2 separate regions of the Capra hircus genome follow, and region 2 is linked to region 1. Evidence: chromatin contacts called from public Hi-C data. All regions are on one chromosome and are shown on one strand. Each heading gives the region's core, a stretch centred on a gene start, on an enhancer-like site or on the middle of the called end of the contact. The rest is flanking DNA. Distances are from core to core; before and after follow the strand shown. Region 1 holds the start of P2RY14 (P2Y purinoceptor 14). Region 2 overlaps MED12L (mediator of RNA polymerase II transcription subunit 12-like protein).

What was found. A called contact is a pair of places that touch in the nucleus more often than the background predicts.
Region 2: a Hi-C map of blood shows a contact between it and region 1, with 2.2 times the contacts expected there. The contact joins the enhancer-like site here to the promoter of P2RY14 in region 1. A contact is called at or near these places in 2 of 5 Hi-C or Micro-C datasets (both in blood).

Annotation. Positions count from the first base shown.
Region 1 is chr1:116,424,980-116,430,449 of ARS1.2, reverse strand. P2RY14 (P2Y purinoceptor 14) reads right to left here and starts at 1,398. Exons shown (of 4, transcript XM_018049028.1): 1 at 1,061-1,398. All of the region lies in intron 15 of MED12L (mediator of RNA polymerase II transcription subunit 12-like protein), which reads left to right.
Region 2 is chr1:116,472,763-116,477,957 of ARS1.2, reverse strand. The region is part of intron 15 of MED12L (mediator of RNA polymerase II transcription subunit 12-like protein); the gene reads left to right. The region is part of intron 2 of P2RY14 (P2Y purinoceptor 14); the gene reads right to left. Among named protein-coding and RNA genes, the nearest start is that of GPR171, 25 kb to the left of the region's middle. Within about 2 kb of position 2,972, at least 1 of the 5 cell types and tissues checked has an H3K27ac peak or open chromatin away from gene starts, as enhancers often do.

The DNA.
Region 1 (5,470 bases), core at 149-2,648:
GTATGTTACCAGTGTGTAATTGTGTATATGTGTATATTTATAGGTTTTATTGAAGTATGAAACTTGTTTATGTTTACAAATCATAAAATGTTATTTCTGTATTTTAGAGTGAATACATTGTTTTATTTATTTTTAACTTACCTAGATTTTTCTGGCGCCAAAGCTGTTTTCAAGTCTATATATTTTAAGATGAAAGTACAAGCTATAGTTTTTTTTTTTTCCTTTCTGTTTTACCAGTGTGATCTTTGGCTCATTTTTCTCTTGTTTGAAAACAAGAACATTTCTGGCTTAAGATTGGTTGACTCTGCTGACGATGTGGATGTATAATAATTCCCCTGTGTGTAATTTAAATTTATAATGTTTAAGGTTTTTAAAAATAATTTAGCTGGTTAGTCCTAGACCATTATAAGTAACAGATGAACTTAAAGTTTTGCTCTGCATAGGATGCTGCTGCTGCTAAGTCACTTCAGTTGTGTCTGACTGTGTGCGACTCCATAGGCTGAATGTTTATATTTCACTTTAAAGGTAAATACATACCTTACTAGGTATTAATAGGGCTACTTATCCCAATAACAAAGATAAAAGCTTTTATCTATATAAATATATGTACAAATAGATACTGACCATATACTGATGCATATATGTAATTGTAAGCAAAAACATTCACACTGACGTATAAGTATTACTGTCATAATTGAGTTTGCAGTTTTTAGAGGCAATTTGATACACATCTAAGGCTTTTGAAATGTTTGTCCTGGGTGAATACCTTTGAAGCATTTTCTCTGATAGCTTCTCATCACAAATGTAATTTGACAGCCACAATCAGAAATCCTGAATAATCATCAGTGGTAGAATTTCAGATTTGGATCCTCAGACCAGTGTGAGCAAATACGTTACTATATCAACCAGTTATAGTTTGCAAACCCACAGTAACTTACTGAGGGTGGAGAGAGTCTGTGTTACTCAGGATTATTACTGCCAAGCTCAGAAATCTCCTTTTCTATTCTCATGCCCCTTTCACACACACTGAAGTTATTTCATGGAAAGGCTGTTTCCTTACCTGTTTATAGTTTTTCACCTGTGAGTCAAGCAGCAACCATTTCAGAATGTCTCAGTGGACGCTCCAAGTTGAGACTGTTAGACACAGAGTTCTTGCTCGTCTTCAGGAACAGATGAAAATCAGGAACTTGATAGAAACCACGAGATAGTAGGTTGACTGTCACTCTGCTGAACTGGTTGGTCAGAACTCACTCAAGGTTGGGAAATGGAAACAAGGAGGAAGAGAGAGGTGTTTGGATTTCCGTGGTGTTGGGCCAGCCTCCATGTTAGTGCCTTTCTTTCAGTGATCCAAAAAAAGGCATAGTGCCTTTTTTTTTTTCTTGCAATTTTCTACTACTTTTTTTTTCCCCCTCAGCATTGCCACGTCATCTGGCAAACAACCTAAGTGCTTTCTGCTTTTATACTTTGCTATTGCCAAATTCAACATGTGGTAAGAGGTGGAGGGGCTGCTCGTGGTGCTGACCACTGAGGTAGGGACCAGGCTCTATCTGCCGCACCCTCCTAAGAGGAAACTATTGTCGGGGAGGAAGAACTTCTCTCCGCCCTTCGAGGTTCCTCTGGCTGGTCCAAGAATTAAACTGACAGGAGACTGGTTAACAGGAGAAAAACAAAAATTTAATAACATGTATATATGTGGGCGAGACCAGGAAGACTGAGTAACTCACCAAAATGGCAGAAGTCGCCACCTTACACGCCGTCTTCAGCTAAAGACAAAAGATGTTAGTGGTAGTGGTGTGGAATTAAATTCACAGGAAGATGAAGAAGAGCAGGAGTTTGCTGAACAAATGTTTGCTCTGCTGTACAGAGACAATGGGACACAGAGAGGCGTTTTAACAAACACATTGCGCTGGGTCCCTCTGTCTGCGCAACTAGTTCCTATTATACTATGCGGATCTGTAGTGGTAGCGCCCTTCGGGGAAGAGATCCTCTATCTAAATTCTTTTAGAAAGTTGGGGGACGGTCAGAGGTTCCTCAGTCTTTGGGGCCTGGCTTGTTTTCAGCTCAAAATAATGGACAGATCAAAGAGACACATTTGGGGTTGGCAAGTTTTGCTCCTCTTTCCTTCAGCAGCCACACAGTGTAAACAGCTGTTCACCAGCAGGTGGTGATTGGGGCGCCCCAGAAATGTGAAACTAACATTTGAGTAAAGAAGCATTTTGGCATCCATGAACCCATCTGTTAGCTAAGAGGTGCTGCTACTGTCACTTTTTTTTTTTTCCCACATTTGAGCATTACTGACAAATAGATCACAAGTAGGACTTCAGTAATCTCATCATGTGTTGATCGTTTGCTCAATGTGTGATGCTAATATTACTGTTTTGAAAGCAAGAGGCAGGGCCCTCTTTGTATTTTTGGTTCCTTTCAGGCCTTATAATATCACTTGTAATGTCCCAAGGAGGGCTCCAGTGTCTTTCCCACTGAAAAACAGTGTGCAGTTAACAGGGGGAAGTACTCTGAATTTGGCTGTAAATCCCTCATCAAAGTGTGTGACTCAGAAATAGATAAGAAAGAAACTCTGCCCTGGAAGGCTCTTTTTAATTTTTATTTTATGTTGGAGTGTAGTTAATTAGCAATGCTATGTTAGTTTCAGGTGTACAGCAAGGCGATTGAGTTATACCTATACGTGTATCTGTTCTTTTTCAAATGCTTTTCCCATTTAGGTTATTACAGAATATTGAGCAGACGGAAGACTGTTTATTAGGCTGCTGCATTGCAGGTGTGTTCACTGAGGTGCCCAAACTGTGGACTCATAGTTTAATGTGTCAAATTCAACTGGACCTAAAAACGTAAGAAACGTTTGCTGTTAACAGTAGTCAGTAGTACTTATTTATATACTTACGATATGCCCCGTGCTGTTTTAGATACTTTATATGTGCCTACTGTGTAGTAGGCAGTATTCCACGCCCTGGGGATGACATAGTGACTGAATCAGACCCAAGTCCCTTTCCTCATGAAGTGCTTTTACTTATTTTGAGTCTTACATACAGACTCAGTATTAACTAAGGTGTGCTTAGTCGCTCAGTTGTGTCCAGCTCTTTGCAACCCCATGGACTGTGGCCTGCCAGGCTCCTCTGTCCATGGGGATTCTCCAGGCAAGAATACTGGAGTGGGCAGCCATTCGCTTCTCTATGGGATCTTCCTGACCCAGGAAATCGACCTGGGTCTGTAGCGTTGCAGGCGGCAGTAGTCACTATTGATCCTTAAGATCCAGCAGAGGCCCCGAGGGACCCAGAGCTGGTTTAGGAAATCTTCTCACTTGACTCTTCCTGGGGGCACCCATTCCCCATCCTTCCCCAGGGCCTATATAGGGTCCTCACGGCTTCTTTGACCACTGGGGCTAAGAGCACCTGTGTGCCTGCAGAGGCTTGCTAGCTTCAGCTATAAGCAGATCTGGTGGGCAAACACAGGTAAGTACAAATGGATATAAGGATGATTACCAGGGTTCATGGCAGAGTCCTTCAGATGTAAACATTATGCTGATTAAATGGACAATTTGGCATTCACAGTCTCTTAACTGTGGCTCTCAAGGCTTCCTTGGTTTATTGCAGGAGGCTCTGTTTATTCTGACAACCTCAGAAACACCCGCTAATTGTCTCCTTGTGCTCTTATGCTTCTTGCCTTCTCCTTGGGGCACTCCACATTTGTATGGAGCGTGACTGTGATGGAAATGATCATTGCATTAAAATTTACTTGATGTGCTATACCAGGAGTTGCAAAGCCCAAGGCCAAAGGGATAGCCCTGCGGGTGGTCCCCTGATAGCAGGTAGTCCTGCTATCAAGTGTGAGACCCTTGGGGATCCAGGAACTGTGAAGTGTAGCGCTCATGGCCCACCCAAGTGGGCAGCTGCTTCTCAACTAGACCTTGTCAGCATCCCTCATTGCCTCCTTTGTGGATAGGTCAGTGTTGTCAGAGCCTCTAATGGTGATTGTATGCATCATTTTAAACACCTGTTGTATGTTTATGTGTTTTAACTCATGGGGCTCTCACAACAGCTCCATGAGCTGGGTTGGTTCTACCTCTTTTTTAATAGATGTGAAACCAAGGCACAGAGATGTTCCACAGAGCCTCTCCTGGAGCCCGTGCTCCTCTTAACTGCACTGTTACATCTACATGCTGTCATCTAAGTTAGATGCTTCTGTAGGCCTGATGTCTTGTGGGCTGAAATAGACCCTGACTGTGCCTGGCTTGTGGAAGGCTGGTTTGTGACCTCTGCTGTGTAGTGAGTTGTCTAGGCAGGAAGCCAGGGGATTCAGAACAGTGCTCACCAGCAAGGACTGGATCAAAGCGCAGGTACACGACCTCCCAGATATTTGACGGAGGAGGGCTCTCTTTGTATCAGACCCTTTGCACCCAGTTTACATAGGAGCCATTTGAGGGCCCGTTAAGTTCTATTTTTATAGACGAGAGAAGAGAGCTTTGGAGGATTTAACCAAGTTGTTCAAGTGAGGAGGTAGCTGGACAGGATTTTGCAGCCAAAGTTTAAAATCAAGAGTTTAGGATTCCTTCTCTGGTTCAGCAGCTCTTTTCTACATGCACATGAACAGTGAACACTGATTAATTCATCAAACATCAGACAGTCCTTGGTGGGCACACAGGAGGAGTGTATTTTCTCATCAAGAAATCTGGTTGTATGCCCATGTAACATTTTTTTCCAGTGTAGAAAGGGCTCAGATGGTAAAGAATCTGCTTGCAATGCAGGAGATGGGTTCTATCCCTGGGTCAGAAGTACCCACTCCAGTATTCTTGCTTGGAGAATCCCATGGACAGAGGAGCCTGGCAGGCTACAGTCCATGGGGTTACAAAGAACTGGACATGATTGAGCAACTAACACTTTCACAGAGAGAGATGGCAGACATTTAAGTGTTACAGGTGATGATGAATGGTAAAGTTAGTGGTTAAAGGCTATACTTGCCTTGGAATTAGGGAAGATGAAAACTAAGTATCCAGGAAACACTTGGTGAGTTATCTGGTTATCTTGTCTTCTCAAGATTGCATATCTCAAGACAGAGGGTCTGCGCTAGTAGAACTTCTGGCTGTAGGAGCTTATTGCCAGTGGGGCAAGGGCTCATCTTATTTTTTTTAATTTTTATTTATTTATTTTAAAATACTTGTTTGCCGGCACGGGGTCTTAGTTGCCGCTTGTGAATTCTTATTTGCAGCATGTGGGATCTAGTTCCCTGACCAGGGATTGAACTCGGGGCCTCCTGCATTGAGAACTCAGGGTCTTAGCCACTGGACCACCAGGGAAGTCCCTTGTGGTCTCTTAGTAAATGTTTGAGAGACTTTTAGGAAAAACCTGAAGCTGCCACCTGTTTTCACCTGTGTTTTGGGGTTGCCCTTCTTGCCCTCCGCTCACTTGGGAACTCTGAAGCAGTTCTGACTCTTTTAGGTCATTGTTCATATACTTGA
Region 2 (5,195 bases), core at 1,723-4,222, 46 kb before region 1:
TCATGAGATGATAGCACAGCAGGGGTCTTGTGGCTTGCCCAAGCTCTTGAGTAACATAATAGAGCCTTGTTAATCAGTTACTGTTACCACCATTTTGCAAATGAGGAAGCTGGTGCTGAAAATGGTTAAGTAACTTATCAAAGGCGAATTGGGCAGATAATACATGGTCAGACAGTATTAAAACGTGTGTGTTCATCTCCCAGTGAGGTCTTCCCTACTCCTATGATAGCTCAGGCAGGCATGCTTTGTGTGTGTTTGTGAGTGTGCAGGCCCTTCAGCATTGTTCTGGAATATTGTTTTTAGGAATCACTTATCAGGTTTATTTATTTTTTTTTTTTGAGGTGAGGTGGACATGTGAGTGTGAGAGTGGGATCTGGTGGTTAAAGGTCTGCCAGGTGTGTGGATGCCTTGAGTCTCTCCAGTCAGCCTCTGGGTGCCACTGCGTACAGAACCTCTATTTAATTTGCCAGTTTCTGAAAATGTTTAAAAATGAACAGCTTTCTGACTAGAAACAGACCACATATATTATTAGTGATTAAAACAAATGACATTAATCAGTTGGTGGTGGAGACCCTGTTGCTGGAGGAAACCCAAGTCTGCTGCTGTGGTTTGGATGCTGGGATCCCGGGCATGAGGAGGACCCTGGTGGTTGCTGTTTCTCCCTTCCAGCCAGTTTTCTCTATATGGGCATGATGTCTAACTTGATTCCTCAAACTCCTGGCCACCATGACTCATTGACTTCATCTTCGGTCAGAATGTACGCCAGTGAGAAACGTGCTTTCACTTATAAATGGGCGGATGTTGTTGCCTCTGAGTTGTTTGTTGTTCAGTCACTAAGTTGTGTCCAACTCTTTGCAACTCCATGGACTGCAGCACTCCAGGCTTCCCTGTCCTTCACTATATCCCAGAGTTTGCCCAAATTCATGTCCATGAAATCAATCAGTGATGCTATCCAACTATCTTATCTTCTGCTGCCTTCTTCTCCTTTTGCCTTCAGCCTTTCTCAGCATCAGGACCTTTTCCAATGAGTCAGCGTTTGCATCAGGTGGCCAAAGTACTGGAGCTTCCGCATCAGTCCTTTCAATGAGTTTTCAGGGTTGATCTCCTTTAGAATTGACTGTTTTGACCTCCGTGCTGTCCAAGGAGTCTCAAGAGTCTTCTCCATCACCACAGTTCAAAAGCATCAATTCTTTGGTCCCGCTTTCAGATCTGTACAGGGACTACTGGAAAAACCATAGCTTTGACTGTCAGTTCAGTTCAGTCACTCAGTCGTGTCTGACTCTTTCTAACCCCATGGACTGCAGCACTCCAGGCTTCCCTGTCCATCACCAGCTTCCGGAGCCTATTCAAACTCATGTCCATTGCATCGGTGGTGCCATCCAACCGTCTCATCCTCTGTTGTCCTCTTCTCGTCCTGCCTTCAATCTTTCCCAGGATCAGGGTCTTACGGACTTTCAGTTGAGGAGCAGTGCTAATTCATTCTCACATTGGAAACACCTGCATGTTCTTCATAGGCTGAATTGCAGACACCTCAGAACTTCCTCTTCCACCAAAGCATAAGCTCAGCTCTGTCCATACGCTTTCAGCCTCCTTCCTGGGCCCTCCTGTTAACAGACTCTCAAAATCACGAAGACTAAACATCTGTGAGTTTCTGCCACAAACAGCCGTTCTTTGATTCCATGTAATAACAGGTAGACTGATAACATGCAGACCTAGTTTTTAATTCCAACCACTTCCCTTAAATTACATTTAGCCAAACTCACAGCTATGTGTAGGAGTGGCATCTCCTCGAACCTGGGTCTGTCTTCACATCTTTGGGTGATGCAGGGAGATAATTAGGAGCTGGGGGAAGAGGTGAGGTGCTGCACAGGCCCTCCTAGGGCCACAAAAATTCCACCCGCCCCCCGCCTCTGTGTCAGTAATTGCATCTGGTTTGTCAGGATGGATTTGGGGGGATTTTTCACCTACAGTCTTGGGGTTGCCCAGGATTTCTCATCCTTGGTACTGTCAGCATTTTTTTGAGTTGCAGTTCTCTGTGGGTGAGTGGTCTGGTGCATCATAGAAGGCTGCATCTTCGGCCTCTATCCACTAGGTGCCAGCAGCTCCCATGGTTTAAGACATGAAATAGCCCCTTAATAATAGTTGTATTTCTTACCATTTTGATACAGGAATAGAATGTAATCAACTCTGTGGTTGATGCTAAGCTTTATGCATTGAGTAACTCAGCAGCAATACGTGATTCATATGTTTAGGTCTTGGAATGTGAAGTAGGTTTTCTTTACTGTTCTGTTGGAATAATGGGCAGGCAGTGGAGCATAATGATTAAATGGATGCAGTGGACCTTGGTTAAAAATATGGCTCAATTTCTTCTTTTTTTTTTTTCCTTTTATTTTTTTTTATTTTTATTTTTTTTATTTTTTAATTTATTTTTTTTATTTTTTAAATTTTAAAATCTTTAATTCTTACATGCGTTCCCAAACATGAACCCCCCTCCCACCTCCCTCCCCACAACATCTCTCTGGGTCATCCCCATGCACCAGCCCCAAGCATGCTGCACCCTACGTCAGACATGGACTGGCGATTCAATTCTTACATGACAGTATACATGTTAGAATTCCCATTCTCCCAAATCATCCCACCCTCTCCCTCTCCCTCTGAGTCCAAAAGTCCGTTTCTTAATAGCTGTGGTAGTCGATTATTTGGGGCCTCCTGGTTAGCTCAGATGGTAAAGAATCTGCCCTATTTGCAGAGTGCCTCCCGGGTTCTGTGTTTACATCTAAAAGGAGAGGTAGTAGTTGCTACCGCATAGGGTTTCTATTCCTGTAAGACCTGGTGCCCGGCAGTGTGTGACTCAGAGGGGCCAGTGGGGGTTCAGAGAGTGAGTGACTCAGCTGACAGCAGAATCGGATCGGACGTCTCTGGGACTCGCAGTAGGCCAGGACTTCCCCTGGGCTGGGCCCCGCATGTGCCCTACTTCCCCAAATCAATGTGAGGTGGTGGTTCTGCGCTGAGGCAGGGCTGCAGAAGACACCTTAGATCCGTTTCCGAGCGCTCCGCACCTCTCTGGGGAGTCTGGCCCAGCAGTGTTTGCCTAGGAGTGGCTGGGGGAAGGCTGTGCTTCTGTGGGCCCTGGGTTCTAGTAATGGAAAGTGGCACTCGTAAGTAAGTGAGGGTTTCCCTTCACTCTGAGGGAGTAAGGGTGAAGTCCAGAGCATTTCATGCTCCTACTGGCAGTCCACGCAGTCCTGCGTCTTTGATGAGAGTGATGTAAAGCTATGAAACTCCTGTCTCCAGAGTTCGGGGGACTGCTTCCTTCTCTGGAATTAAATGGAGATGTCATGATTCCTGACTCTCCCTCTCCCTGCCACCCCTGTGCTTCTGCCCGCAGCCTGTTCTTCTGCAGCATTGTTTTGGAATATATGTTTCTGTTCCCTGTGGACCAGGCAAGGAAATGAATCTCTGACCTCTTTTTGCTTCACTGAGATGGTGTTTCTCAGTCAGGCGTGCTGTATTCAGATCTTCAGATCCTGGGGCTTAAGGCCTTAACACATGCCCCTTTGCTAGGGGGCTGGGGAACAGATTTTTAATTCTGAGAAACCAACTGCTTTCATGTCTTAGATGAATATCAATCACCTTTATGTTTGTTCAAGATTCAGGCTTACATATCCAAAGGGAAAGAATATAAATATCCAGGACTCTAAGTGGAAATGGAAATACTACAGAGAAGTGATTCTCATACATTTCAAGGCCTAAAATTCAGGTACTTCCTGCCTGTTGGAGGAAATCAGTAAATTTTGGTTCAATAAAATATATTGTTATGAACTGGGAAAATTCTTTAAATGAATTTGTATTTTGTTAAACACAATATATGACAATGGAGCAACTATAATTCACTTGAAAATGAATAGGACTTAAATGTGAAAGACGCACTTTCAAGCAGCTTAAAGATGGTGCTCAGGGTGCATGTGGAATGGAAGACCTTTTCTTTTTGAGTCCTGGGCCCTTCCCAGTGGGATCCATTGTTGAATGTAAATGTCCTCTTTAAATAATCCATTAGTGATTATTTCACTTTTCATATGGATTTCAATATGAATCAGTCTTACATGTTTTGAGAGAGCTATCTTACATCTTGCCATACGCTATGGGAGCTATTAGTTGCCATTTCATCACTGCCTCAGATGTAGTTGTCTGAACTGTACCAAATCTGATAATTAGAAGTGTTCCTTTCCATCTGTACCACGAATTGCATTTCATGTTCATGACCTACTTGGACAAAGACCAGCTTTATTTTACTCCATACTGTGTTTGTTTTTTTTAAAGGCAGCCTTCCCTGACTTCTAATCTTTATCCATACATTATTCCTTTCTCTTTTGTATTCAAGATCTGTCTCTGTCTTTAGACTATTTTCTTTCAAGGTGTAAACCTGCAGAAGTTCTCTTGAAGTTGTGACACCCTCATAGCTATAAACTTGCTCAAGCCTTTTGCAACCTCACATAACAAAAGTAGAAATCCTCTGTAGGTGGCAAAGAATGAGCCCCAATATTAATGAGCTTATCTTGTTTCTAAGTATCACTGCCCACTAAAAGGGACCAAGCCTCCTTGGGGAAATGACTGATTTCAAATTAGGCACAGGGAAAAGTGAGTTGATACCTTGCCGGCAAAAAGCAAGGGAGTACTCAGACTAACAAGGAAATGTTAAGGAGGGGAAAAAAGGACACGAGAGCTGACTTGGTGGCACTTCTAAATTCCACAATTTGGATATCAATAAGAATAACAGTAATAGATGAAAACACTTTTGAAAGCAAACGAAATTCAAGAGTTGCTAGTACTATTAAAAATGTAGATAAAAAAGGGAGGATGAAGACAAGAGAATGTCTTCACAGAAGAATGTCAGCTAGAAAAGGTAGAAGGAATGATAGAAAGAAACCAGTTTTCAATATCAGTGTAATAACGGATTCAGGCAACAATCTTCAAGGTTTGTGAAAAGTCAGCAAAAGTTTCTAGGAGAACAGGATGTTCTGAGTCTACAAGCATCACTCTCAGATCACTTAGAATAACAAAGGAAAAATTATACCTTTTCAGTAGGGATATTTGACAGTCACTGAATGATTGAACTTACCAAAAATGGAATAATTTGATATCCCCCCCTCCAATATAACTCAGATGTACACAACATACCTTGTTAAAAAGCTAAT